Regions from separate parts of the Mus musculus genome. Here region 1 is linked to region 2. A link is a contact called in public HiChIP or PLAC-seq data. All regions are on one chromosome and are shown on one strand. The core of a region is the stretch at or near the end of the contact, and the rest is flanking DNA. Distances in the headings are between cores, read along the strand shown.

The links. HiChIP or PLAC-seq counts read pairs in DNA pulled down with a chosen protein or histone mark.
Region 1: a contact with region 2 is called in an H3K4me3 HiChIP or PLAC-seq map of bone marrow-derived macrophages, with 4 times the contacts expected there. The contact joins two enhancer-like sites. A contact is called at or near these places in 6 of 484 Hi-C or Micro-C datasets (CD4 T cells, natural killer cells, nephron progenitors and 3 more), 8 of 115 datasets of contacts at active chromatin or transcription factors (bone marrow-derived macrophages, craniofacial prominence, embryonic stem cells and 3 more) and 4 of 9 other capture datasets (adipose tissue, embryonic stem cells, liver and 1 more).

Annotation. Positions count from the first base shown.
Region 1 is chr5:125,139,596-125,144,538 of GRCm38.p6, forward strand. All of the region lies in intron 1 of Ncor2 (nuclear receptor co-repressor 2), which reads right to left. Among named protein-coding and RNA genes, the nearest start is that of Ncor2, 37 kb to the right of the region's middle. Within about 2 kb of position 1,411, at least 324 of the 459 cell types and tissues checked have an H3K27ac peak or open chromatin away from gene starts, as enhancers often do. A contact at or near this core is called in bone marrow-derived macrophages, liver, nephron progenitors and 3 more, where this site is marked.
Region 2 is chr5:125,055,838-125,060,862 of GRCm38.p6, forward strand. Ncor2 (nuclear receptor co-repressor 2) reads right to left here. Exons shown (of 47, transcript NM_011424.3): 18 at 1-38. Among named protein-coding and RNA genes, the nearest start is that of Rflna, 55 kb to the left of the region's middle. Within about 2 kb of position 2,599, at least 178 of the 459 cell types and tissues checked have an H3K27ac peak or open chromatin away from gene starts, as enhancers often do. A contact at or near this core is called in bone marrow-derived macrophages, liver, nephron progenitors and 3 more, where this site is marked.

The sequences.
Region 1 (4,943 bases), core at 161-2,660, 83 kb after region 2:
GGGCTTGACTAAGGTGGTATGTCCTACGAGGCTCGGGCTATGCCTTGAACTTCCATCTGACCCCCCCCCCCAACTCCATGAACACTGTTTCTTCAAGATGGCACGTACCCACCATTGGCCCAGGTAAGCCTGCTGTTGTCACTGTCATCCTCACCAGAAACCACAACCCTAGTCAGTACCACAAACCCACCCTGTGCCAGAGAACTGTGTCATCGGGTCCTTTAGACAACATGACTTGCTACATGCCCACTTGCCAGATGGGAAGACTGAGACTCCAAAACAGGAAGTGGCTTGCCAGAGTCATTTAACTTGAGTCCTGCCCCAGAGCCTACTCTTCCGCTATTCCTCCTCCTATTACCTCTACTCCCATGGGGATCCGTCACTCCTTTCTACACTTAGGGAAATAAGAGTAAGAGTTAAGGGGCACACTGAAAGCTACAGAATTGGAAACGGGACTGGATGTACAACTAGGGTCTGAGGCAAATGAGCTGTGCCTTCTGGAGCCCCCACAATAGCCTGAGCTTGGGGATCCTTGGAAGCTACATCCCAGCTGCAACCCCCCACCCCCAGGCCTGGAGAAGCCCATCCTCTGCCCTGGGCTTGCTGCCGCAGGCGGCTGCTGTGAGCTTCCGAAGCCTTTCCAACTTTCCAATGTTTACCCCTCGCGCGCTGCCAAGGCCCTGGGCAAGCCTGGGCCGGTGGCCCTCATTTCAAACCAGACAGGGCGCTGAGCCAAGCTCCACTTCAGCGGGGGAGGCAGGCTGGGCCCACAATGCCTGCACCTGGCTCCCCCCCAGCCCAAGCTCCCAAGTCCCCACGCTCTGATCCCGTCACCCCACGGCCCGACCTACACTGTCCTACTATCCCACCAAGCACTGGGTAGGCATGCTCAAGGCAAGCACAATGTCTGTACCATACATCCCCTCCCAGGGCCACCAGCCAGCACCCAGTGCCTCACGTCTTCCGGATATCAACAACTTTTCCCGATAAGATAACCTACTGTCCCATGCACAGGACCCTGAGACACATCCTGTCTCGGGCCTCTCCAGCCACCCCAGCTGGCTGACGGGGGCCGGCAGGAACCAGGGCCACCATACCTCAGACGGGGCTGGGGCAATTCCAGGGGTCCTCAGGCAGTGTCCTTTGCCCACATCCTGCAAATCATAGCCCTCTGGTCTGTGGCACCATCCCTAGGGTCTGGGGATGTGGGCACCCCCAGCCAGGCAACTTCTCTTACCAGTGCATGGCCAGCAACAGCCTGAGTGGGCTCCACACAACTTGCAGGAACTGCCCCACGCGGCAAGCGAGGGCCGGCAGTGAGCCAGCCCTGGTCAGCATGCCCTGTATCCGAGGCCCGACCCACAGGCGTCTAGGGGCCAGCCCTTGGCCAGCGACAGGGCCATCCTCCCTCCAGACCAAGCGGGCAAGGGGCGGCCCCACACAGCAGCCGCACCCCTTCCCGCGAGACTTGGGCTCCCACCCCGACTGGGGAGGCCCTGGTGGGGACCAGCAGCCTGCTAGGCCGCAGGCTTCTGTCCTAATGTCCCCCAAAATCAGGGCACCAGAGGCGTGTCAGGGATACCCTGCGGGGTGGTGTGACCCACTGTGGGCCACCACCAAGACTCAGGCCCAGCTCTGCGTCCGCCACCCAGGCCTATAAACACGGAATTACATAAGTCCACTCTTGTTCCAGAGCCAAAAGTACCGAGCTGCTAGCAGCCTTGGCAGTCGGGACTAATTCCTCATCGCCATGGTAACCCTGGCGGGCTTCCAGCCACTGGGGCTCAACACTGCGAGGCCTTTTTATAGCTTTTGAGAAGCCCTCTCCCTCCTTGCTGCTGGCAGAGGGACCTGGGCCAGCCACGGCCCCTCCTTTAACCATTTCCTCCCAGCCAGCCAGCCCTGGCGTCCTCCAGTCCTGCAGGGCCAGATGGCCAGAGGAAAATGCTCCCGTCCGTCCCGACCTTCCGATCCTAACTAAAGGAAACCGGGCCTGGGGCTCAGGGCTCAGGTCATCTTGGTGACAGGCCCACAAAAAGGCAGAGCTGAACGCACACAGAGGCCAGAAGAGATGGCCAGATGCTTGGGCAGGCGTCAGCACTGGCTGTGACTTGCTGGGTGACTCACATCCAGCCCAACCTCCTCTGGGTGTGGGCTGTGCATCTTTCTCAAAGCAGGCTGGCTCTGCAGCTGTGGGGCTTTGGGCCACAGCCCTGAGGTGTTGGGGCAGTGGTCTCCCTGATGCTGCAGTCTCTTAATACAGTCCCTCATGTTATGGTGAACCCCCAACCATAAAATTATTTTTGTTGCTACTTCATAACTGTAATTTTGCTGCTGTTACACATCATAACATAAATATCTGTGTTTTCCCACGGTCTTGGGCGACCCCTGTGGAAAGGTTTGTACCCACATGTTGAGAACCACTCTGTTAGGGTCTCAAATGGCTTCCACTTCAGTACCCAGAAGTCAGGTCAACATGATGCAAGCTTTGCACCCCGCCCCCTAAGCAGGAAGCCCAGGCCATACACACAGCCAAATGTGGGGCCAGAATGGAAATAAGGAAGGTCTGGAAGATGGAAAGATGAGGCCAGGGAGGGGCCAAGAGGAGGAGAGGAAAAGGAGACAGGCCTCCAACAGGGGCTTCAATCACAGCCACAATCCCGTCATCAGGCTGAAGATGACCAGCAATGTTATGTCTGACAGCTCAACCACGACCATGCCAAGCAGGGTGCCCGGGGTAAAGCCATCCCTAGAGCACGACAGAAAGTGACACCCCACTTTCCACTGTGAGCCCAGGAGGAAGTTATGTGACCCAAAGGAAGCAGTCCTAGAAAAAAACTGCCCTGGGATTTGAACCAGGGTCGTGGCGGTACCCACAGTGCCACAACCAGCAAGAAGCCACCAGTCAAGGATAGAGAATCATCTCAGCAGTTGAGAAAACTGGCTGTGCTTGCACGGGACCTGGGTTCAACTCCCAGCACTCACACGGCGGCTCACAACTGTAAGTCCAGTTCCAGAGTATCTGACACCCTCACACAGGCATAAAGACACGCATGGAGGCAAAATACCAATGCACGTGAAATGAAAATAAAGAAAAAGATTTAAAAAAAGAATATTGTAAAATCAATAACTTGCATACTACAACAACGACGACGACGATGACAAAAAACGAAGTCACTGCCGCCGCCACCTGTCAGCTCAAGACTAAGGCAGATTAACACAGAGCAAAAGCCTGTGGCCACTGAGGGTTATGGAAAGACCAACAGCCACAGGGAGACCACCAAGGAGACAGCTAAGCTCTTGCAGTCCAAAAGACCTGGACATCCCTCCTGACTGCTCTGTGATGTCCATAACCCAAGAAGGGCTTCCAGAGGCTTCGGTCGCCCCAACCCCACTGGCAAAGTTGGGGCGCCCACCCTGCAGCCATCTTTTACAAGTAGGGGAAACTGAGGCATTAAACAACGGGGCAATTAAAGCCCATCTTTTCAGCCAAGATGTAACCACTGGGATAGTCCCCCTATCCCTGGCTCTCACTGTGACACCGGGAGACGGAAACCCAGAATAAAGCCATATCCACACCATCCCAATGCCACCAGGAAGCTGTGGTCAGGGGTGTTCCCCCATTTTCTGCCCTGCATTTGTTCCAGCTGAGGCTGCAGGAGAACCATGCCTTTCCCAAAGGTTAACCCACAAGTACAGTTTCAAAGCGCACTGGGTCGGATCACAGTGAGGGGCAGGCTGATCACCCGGTCATATCCCTTTTTGCAGTCATGCCCACAGCTCTGTCTTCTCATGAGATACCAGGCAACTTAGTGTTCAGTAAGTGACTTAATGATCAGATATCACCAAAAGCCAGAAGCAACTACACACAGAGCATTTCACATAGCACCATCATCCTGGGCCAGCAACACACACACACAGACAGACACCATTCCCAAGCAAGCTGGCTACTCCATGCAGCTCCACGTGGCGGGAAACGATGGTGATGGTGGTCAAGTCGAGGTTACAGGCTGAGAGTCAAGTCAATAGGAACCAAAGAGGAGACTGGATGCAGGCAAACTGCCTGTGGCTGGTGACACAGCCAGCCAAGAGCAACAGAGAGGAGATCTGGAGCCTCAGAAACTACGGCCAACCTAACATACATACTCCCCAAGCAAGGCTCCTGGCCAGGCAGCAGGGAAGGGAGCTAAACACAGGAGAGAGCAAGGAACTGCCCACGCTCCTTCTTCCACCTCCCTTCCCCGAGCCTGGACCCCATGCACAGTGGCCATGCTAGCCTCCGTTTCCCTAACTGCAAAGACACTCTAAGACATTCTAAGGCTACATCACCACAAAGTGAAGTATAACCACGCAGTGAAAGAAACAAAGGACGAGCCGGGCATGGTGGCGCACGCCTTTGATTCCAGCACTCAGGAGGCAGAGGCAGGTGGATTTCTGAGCCTGGTCTACAAAGTGAGTTCCGGGACAGCCAGGGCTATACAGAGAAACCCTGTCTTAAAAACAAAAAAAAAGAAAAAGAAAAGAAAAGAAATGTAGGACAATACAAGCGGGGACCTCAGAGAAGAGCACCCTAAAGCCGCACGAGAAACAAGACACACTACACAGCAAGGTCTTATCTGAGAGTCTACACAGGGACAGGGCAGCCATGGGGCCTGGGACTGGACACAATGGCAATGAGCCCCAGAGAGAACAGGGTGACAAGCAGTTCGGAGTTGACAAGACAGAGATGATCAAGACACAATTCTCGGGGCTGAAGAGATGGCTCCGCACTGACTGCTCTTCCAGAGGTCCTGAGTTCAATTCCCAGCAACCACAAGGTGGCTCACAACCATCTGTAATGGGAACTGATGCCCTCCTCTGGTGTGTCTGAAGTCAGCTACAGTGTACTCATATACATAAAATAGGTAAATAATACATAAAATAGGTAAATAAATCTTTAAAAA
Region 2 (5,025 bases), core at 1,349-3,848:
GGCAATGGCTGACCAGTTCCTCCCATGTTCCAGGAGGCCTACAGGTGGAGGGCAGATGAGGGTTCACTACCGTCCAAAGCCAAGGGGGCACAGCCAGGGAGGGACCAGGAAACAAACAGTAACAGGCATGGCCCCAAGCGAGGCCACAGTTAAGATTCTAGGGGGCAGAAGACAGCCTCCCCCCATCCTTCCCTCCCCAGTTGGGCGGGAGCTGTGGTGACCCAGCTCTGACACTGCACAGCTGCAGTGAGGCCTCAGGAGAACAAGCCCGCTTTCCGGTCTCACCATAGGTGAAGGGGAACGAGCCCTGGAAGAGCTCAGGTCAGAGCAAGGCCGAGCTGGGGAGGGGAGCAGGGTGAGCTTGGGGCCCCCCCACACCTCAAGAGCCACACCAGACTCAGGGCCCACCTGGCACTTAGCAGTCACGGGTGGATCTGTCTCAAGTCACAGCTTGAGACCACATGGTGGGACAATCTTCAGATCTGCGGAGGCCCCCCTCAACCCCTCCCCAAGGCCACAGACCTCATGGCTCACAAGCTCTGAGGCTACAAACCTTGGGCTATACTAGAAGGCTGTGCACCCTCAGCAACCTTCAATGAGCCCCAGCTCCCTTGAAGGCAAAGCTGGCCATTTTCCCATGGCAGTGCCAGAAACCTGCCCCTGGGGATGGAGGTTAGGAGGCCGGCGCTTCGGCGGAGCTTCAAAGCCACTTGTGACAAGGCTAAGTCCCATTTCCTACCACCAGGCTTCAAATCATGTTCTTCAACACAAGTCAAAGCAGAACAAGAGGCTGTAACTACGAATTGCAGGGGGCGGGGAGGGCAGGGGAGGGGGCCCACCCCCTTCTCACCACCCCCTCATTCAAACCCCAGTTGGTGGCTCACTACAAACAAAGGAAACAATAAAACCCCCAACACACCAGCAAGTGACCCCCTAGGTCTACATGGCTTTGAGTCAGTCTTGCCCCTCCCCCACACCCTGGTCAAGACTGGAATTCTTGAAGGTTTCTCACCCACCTCACCCAGCTCAGGAGTGGGTCTGAAGCCTCAGCTTCCCATAGTAGCAGCATTGGGGGGGAGGGGGACGCGCCATGGTTTGGGGGAGGTGCGGGATAGCCAGGCCACCTGCTGGCCTACAGTGACCACAAGAGCCACGTGGCTCCAGAGCAGCTTCTCAGGGCTCCTCAAGGACAGGAGGCAGGGAGGGCCAGGGCTCAGGATCAAGTGTAACTCAGCCCCTGACCTTTCCCTCCACCCGCGCCAGCAGCAGCTGCCACTTCCAGAACCTGGCGGCTGGGGCTGCGTTTATTTATATTACCCGAGTGCCGTCCAAGAGGGCCCAACAAACACGTCAGGCCGAGGGATCGCAGGCCCGGAACCCCAGGGCAGGTCTCCATTTGGAGCTGTTGGGGGTGGGGTGCAATGAAGACTTGGGAGGGGAGGGTGGCCCGACCCCGGGGAACAGACATTTCCAAATTCAGTTAGGTCAATAGGGAGTCAGAACAGCTGGGTCTCCCAACTAACTCAGCCTATAAAAGCTAGAAACTGTCAGGGTGGGGGGGATGACGCTCAGCTGTTCCCGAACACGTGTGGTCAGGGAAGAGCACTGGGCAGAGCTGTTGGGGAGGCCCTTCCCAGAGTGTGCCACACAGCCCTGGGGAGACAGGAGCTTCCTCTACTCTTGTTCTAGGAACCTTACATTAGGGTGCTGTGCACAGGAGCACTTCATATCCCGTGTCGTAGAGACAGCCCAGCTGCTCTGTCCACCCCGGGGAAGCCCCGCTGAGAATGCCCCAGGCACGCTTGGAGCTAAGACTAAGTACAGCCTCCTTCCAGGGGATCTTGGCTGCACCCTAGAAAGGCAAGAAGGAGCGCCAGGCCACGGGTCCAAAATTCCAAGACCCCACCACCACCACATGTGCAGCTGAAATTTCCTGTAGCCCCATAGAAGTCCCCGTCACCAGCCAACCCCACCCTCTTGCCCCGCCAGCTGGGGACCACTCACATCCTCTCATCTGCGTCTCCCCCTCGGCCAAGTTTTCCGGAAACATCCGGCTGGAAGGATGCTCCAGGGAGCGGAGCGGTGATTAGGAGGCTGTGGCCGCAAGGCTCCTTAGGGCTTCTTGCTGGTATCCCCCGGTTCTACCTCTGTTCACATCCTCAGGAGCCGAGAGGGCAAAAGCAGGCACTGGGGATGGCCCCAGGACTCCTCCGGCTGCAGCTACCAGCTGCCCCAAAGAACAGAGCAGTGCCCTTCCTGCTTGGGAAGGGAGCGAGGGCTACGGCAGCAGCGGGAAGTTGTCAGTTCTGTGTGCTGGGTTTCTCTGTGCCAGGCGTCACCAGTGCGCACGCGGCGTCCGCAGATCTTCCAGGCACCAGTGTCTCAGAGAGGACACTTGGTGAGGGTGCTGTCCCGGAGCCCCCAGACCCACCAAGCCACAAGAAATCCAAAAGCCCCGGGCAAGACAGGGCCAGGCAGCCGTGTCCCTAAACGGCTGGGCTGTGGGACCCAGGGCTCCGCGCGGCTCTTCTTGCTGCCTGACCCAACGAGCCGCGTCAGGACTGAATGTGACCTCCAGACGCGGCGGGCGGGGGCGGGCGGGGGCCGGGCACAGGCCCAGGTTCGGCTGGGCGGGCCAACTGGCACAGGCTCCCTCCCTCTCTCCCCATCCGTGGCAGCGTCAGCAGCGGTAAGAACAGACTGAGGGATCCAGAAAAACAGAGCTCCCACCCCCGGCAGGCAGGGAGCAAGCAGCCTCTTCCGCCCGCCCGCCAGCCAGCCCTCCCGCCAGCCAGCCGGTTCCACCTGCGGTCGCACCCCCCCTTTCCTCACAGGCCCCCAAAGCCTGGACCTCTCGGAGGGCTGTGGGTGGCCAAGGCTTTCTATGGGGGTGGAGGGTGGGGAACTTGGGATGTACTTAGGAGTACTCCAACACCACAGCCATTTGGGGGGGGGGGGAGGTATGGGACTCCCAGAGGTCTGGCCAAGGGTCTGGGGACCCTGGTTACCTAATACATCCTCTATTCTCCGAGAACACCTGCTGCAAGGTCCCAAGGGCTCCCGGGAGGCCAAGACAACTAAGCAGCCTCCTAGAGCAGCATCCCGTCAGGTTGACTTCTAGAACCAACTCTTCCCTCTAGCCCTTGCCCTTCCATTCTGTTCTAGAAGTCCAGGGGACTGGGACAGAAAGATGGTGCTTCCCTGTATCCCGGCCGGCTGGTGGAGAGATTCCTAATCCTGCTGAGGACACAGGTCATTCCCACAGAATCCCACCGTGCTCCACAGGGAACTCCAAAGGGGGCCTATGCAAGCATACCCCCTGTGAAAATGTCAGGGTGCTCCTGGAAGGACACCCCAAAGCTCCTAAGGCTGGAGAGCTACAGAGAACAGACAGCTCTACTGCTCCCAACCCCAGAGAAGGCCCCAGGACATCTGCCCAAGGAGCATTTTGGGCCCTGCGGCTGGCTCTAGGGATGGGGGTAGGGTGGCCTCTCATCTCCATAGCATCTACTCCCCAAAGACCAGCTCTTTGTTCCACACTCATGGGTTTTGATTGAGCTGCAAATGGCTCTCTCAAAAAGGAGCTCTAGACACCTGAGTGTCAGAGGCAGGGATCCATGAAGATCCCCTGAATGTCTGTCCTGGGAGTGTTGGGCCTGTGTGCTCGGTGCAACAGTTTTGCCAGCCTGCCTTGCGGTCTTGGGTTCTCCCACCCCACTAATTTCTAAGGAAGGAATTTCAGAGGCAGCTACTTAGGAAGTGAAATTGGCCAAGACAGGAAGTCAAGGCAGGGGGCCTGAAGCTGGCAGAGAGCTGAAAGAGCCCAGTCGCCACAGAGGGGAGGGGCGAAATGGTGGCCAAAGGTGACCCTTTCTCATGCTCTACCTGGGACCCATGAAGCACTCCAGTGGCTCAGGGGCTGTGACTGTTCCAGTCCCCAATCCCCTCCACAGGGGTCTGAGCTCAGCAAGTGTGTAAGCCTCTGATTTAACACATGGGAGAACAGGCTCTCCCACTGTCTGGGGCTCCTAGATCCCCCTCAGGGAGAAGCTTAGGAGGGCACCCCACCCCAACCTCCACCCTTGAAGCAGCTTTCTTAGACTCCCTTGCAAAAGAAAACCCTCCCAGAGCAAGAAGTCGGAGAAACGTGCCCTCCCTGTCCCGAGGCCTCTAGCCACATCCTCCTTCCTTAAGAAATGTTGAGCCTGCTCTGGACTTAAGTGATGGATGCGTTCACTGAGTTCATTAAGTGTTGGATCATTCAGTACAAGTGGACCAGAGACCGACAGTATCCCATGGGGGGCACAGGGAGCCCTGTGAGATCATCTGTGAACCTGCCTCGGCCACCTTCTCCCTGAAACACTTCAGACCTCAGCATCTCTGTACTTGCCAATCACTGGTACAAAGGAGGTACTTCAAACCATGTCAGACAAAGTCATCAGGGCTTGCCCTAAGGCCAGCTGCCCACCTACAGAGCCACAGGCAGCCTGGTCTGCAGAGTCAGAATGTCCTGTCCCCCAGACCCTTGGCTGGCTACATCACTGAGCCATACTCCTCAACCATGCCAACTTCTCATGGGCAAAGCAGAAACATGCTGCACGTGGAAACTGGGGTCACAAGGGTCATTCACTACCTCTCCTTCCCTAGCAAGAGTCAGATGCTGGCCCAGAGTGAGGAAAGGAGGGAGCCAACATCTCCTTTAGGGCATTGATTAGGGACAAGAAAGAGTCCAGAGCCAGACCCACGTCTGGCCATACCTCAATCCATACAAGAGCCCTGCTTTCTCCCTGGGAATCATCACAACACAAGAGGCCAAAACCCTCCAGTCGCTCCTCTGGGACCATCTCCATCCTGCCTACGGGGATCTCCACGCCCTCCCATCATCTCCTCACTTGGATGGAGCCTGGCGCTCATGGCCCCTGACCTCAGTGCACTGGCCACTGGCTGGCCACACTACTCACCTGGCCAGCCTACTTCACTGCTGTGTGCAGGGTCCCCAACGAGGCACACGGTGCACTCTTGGAA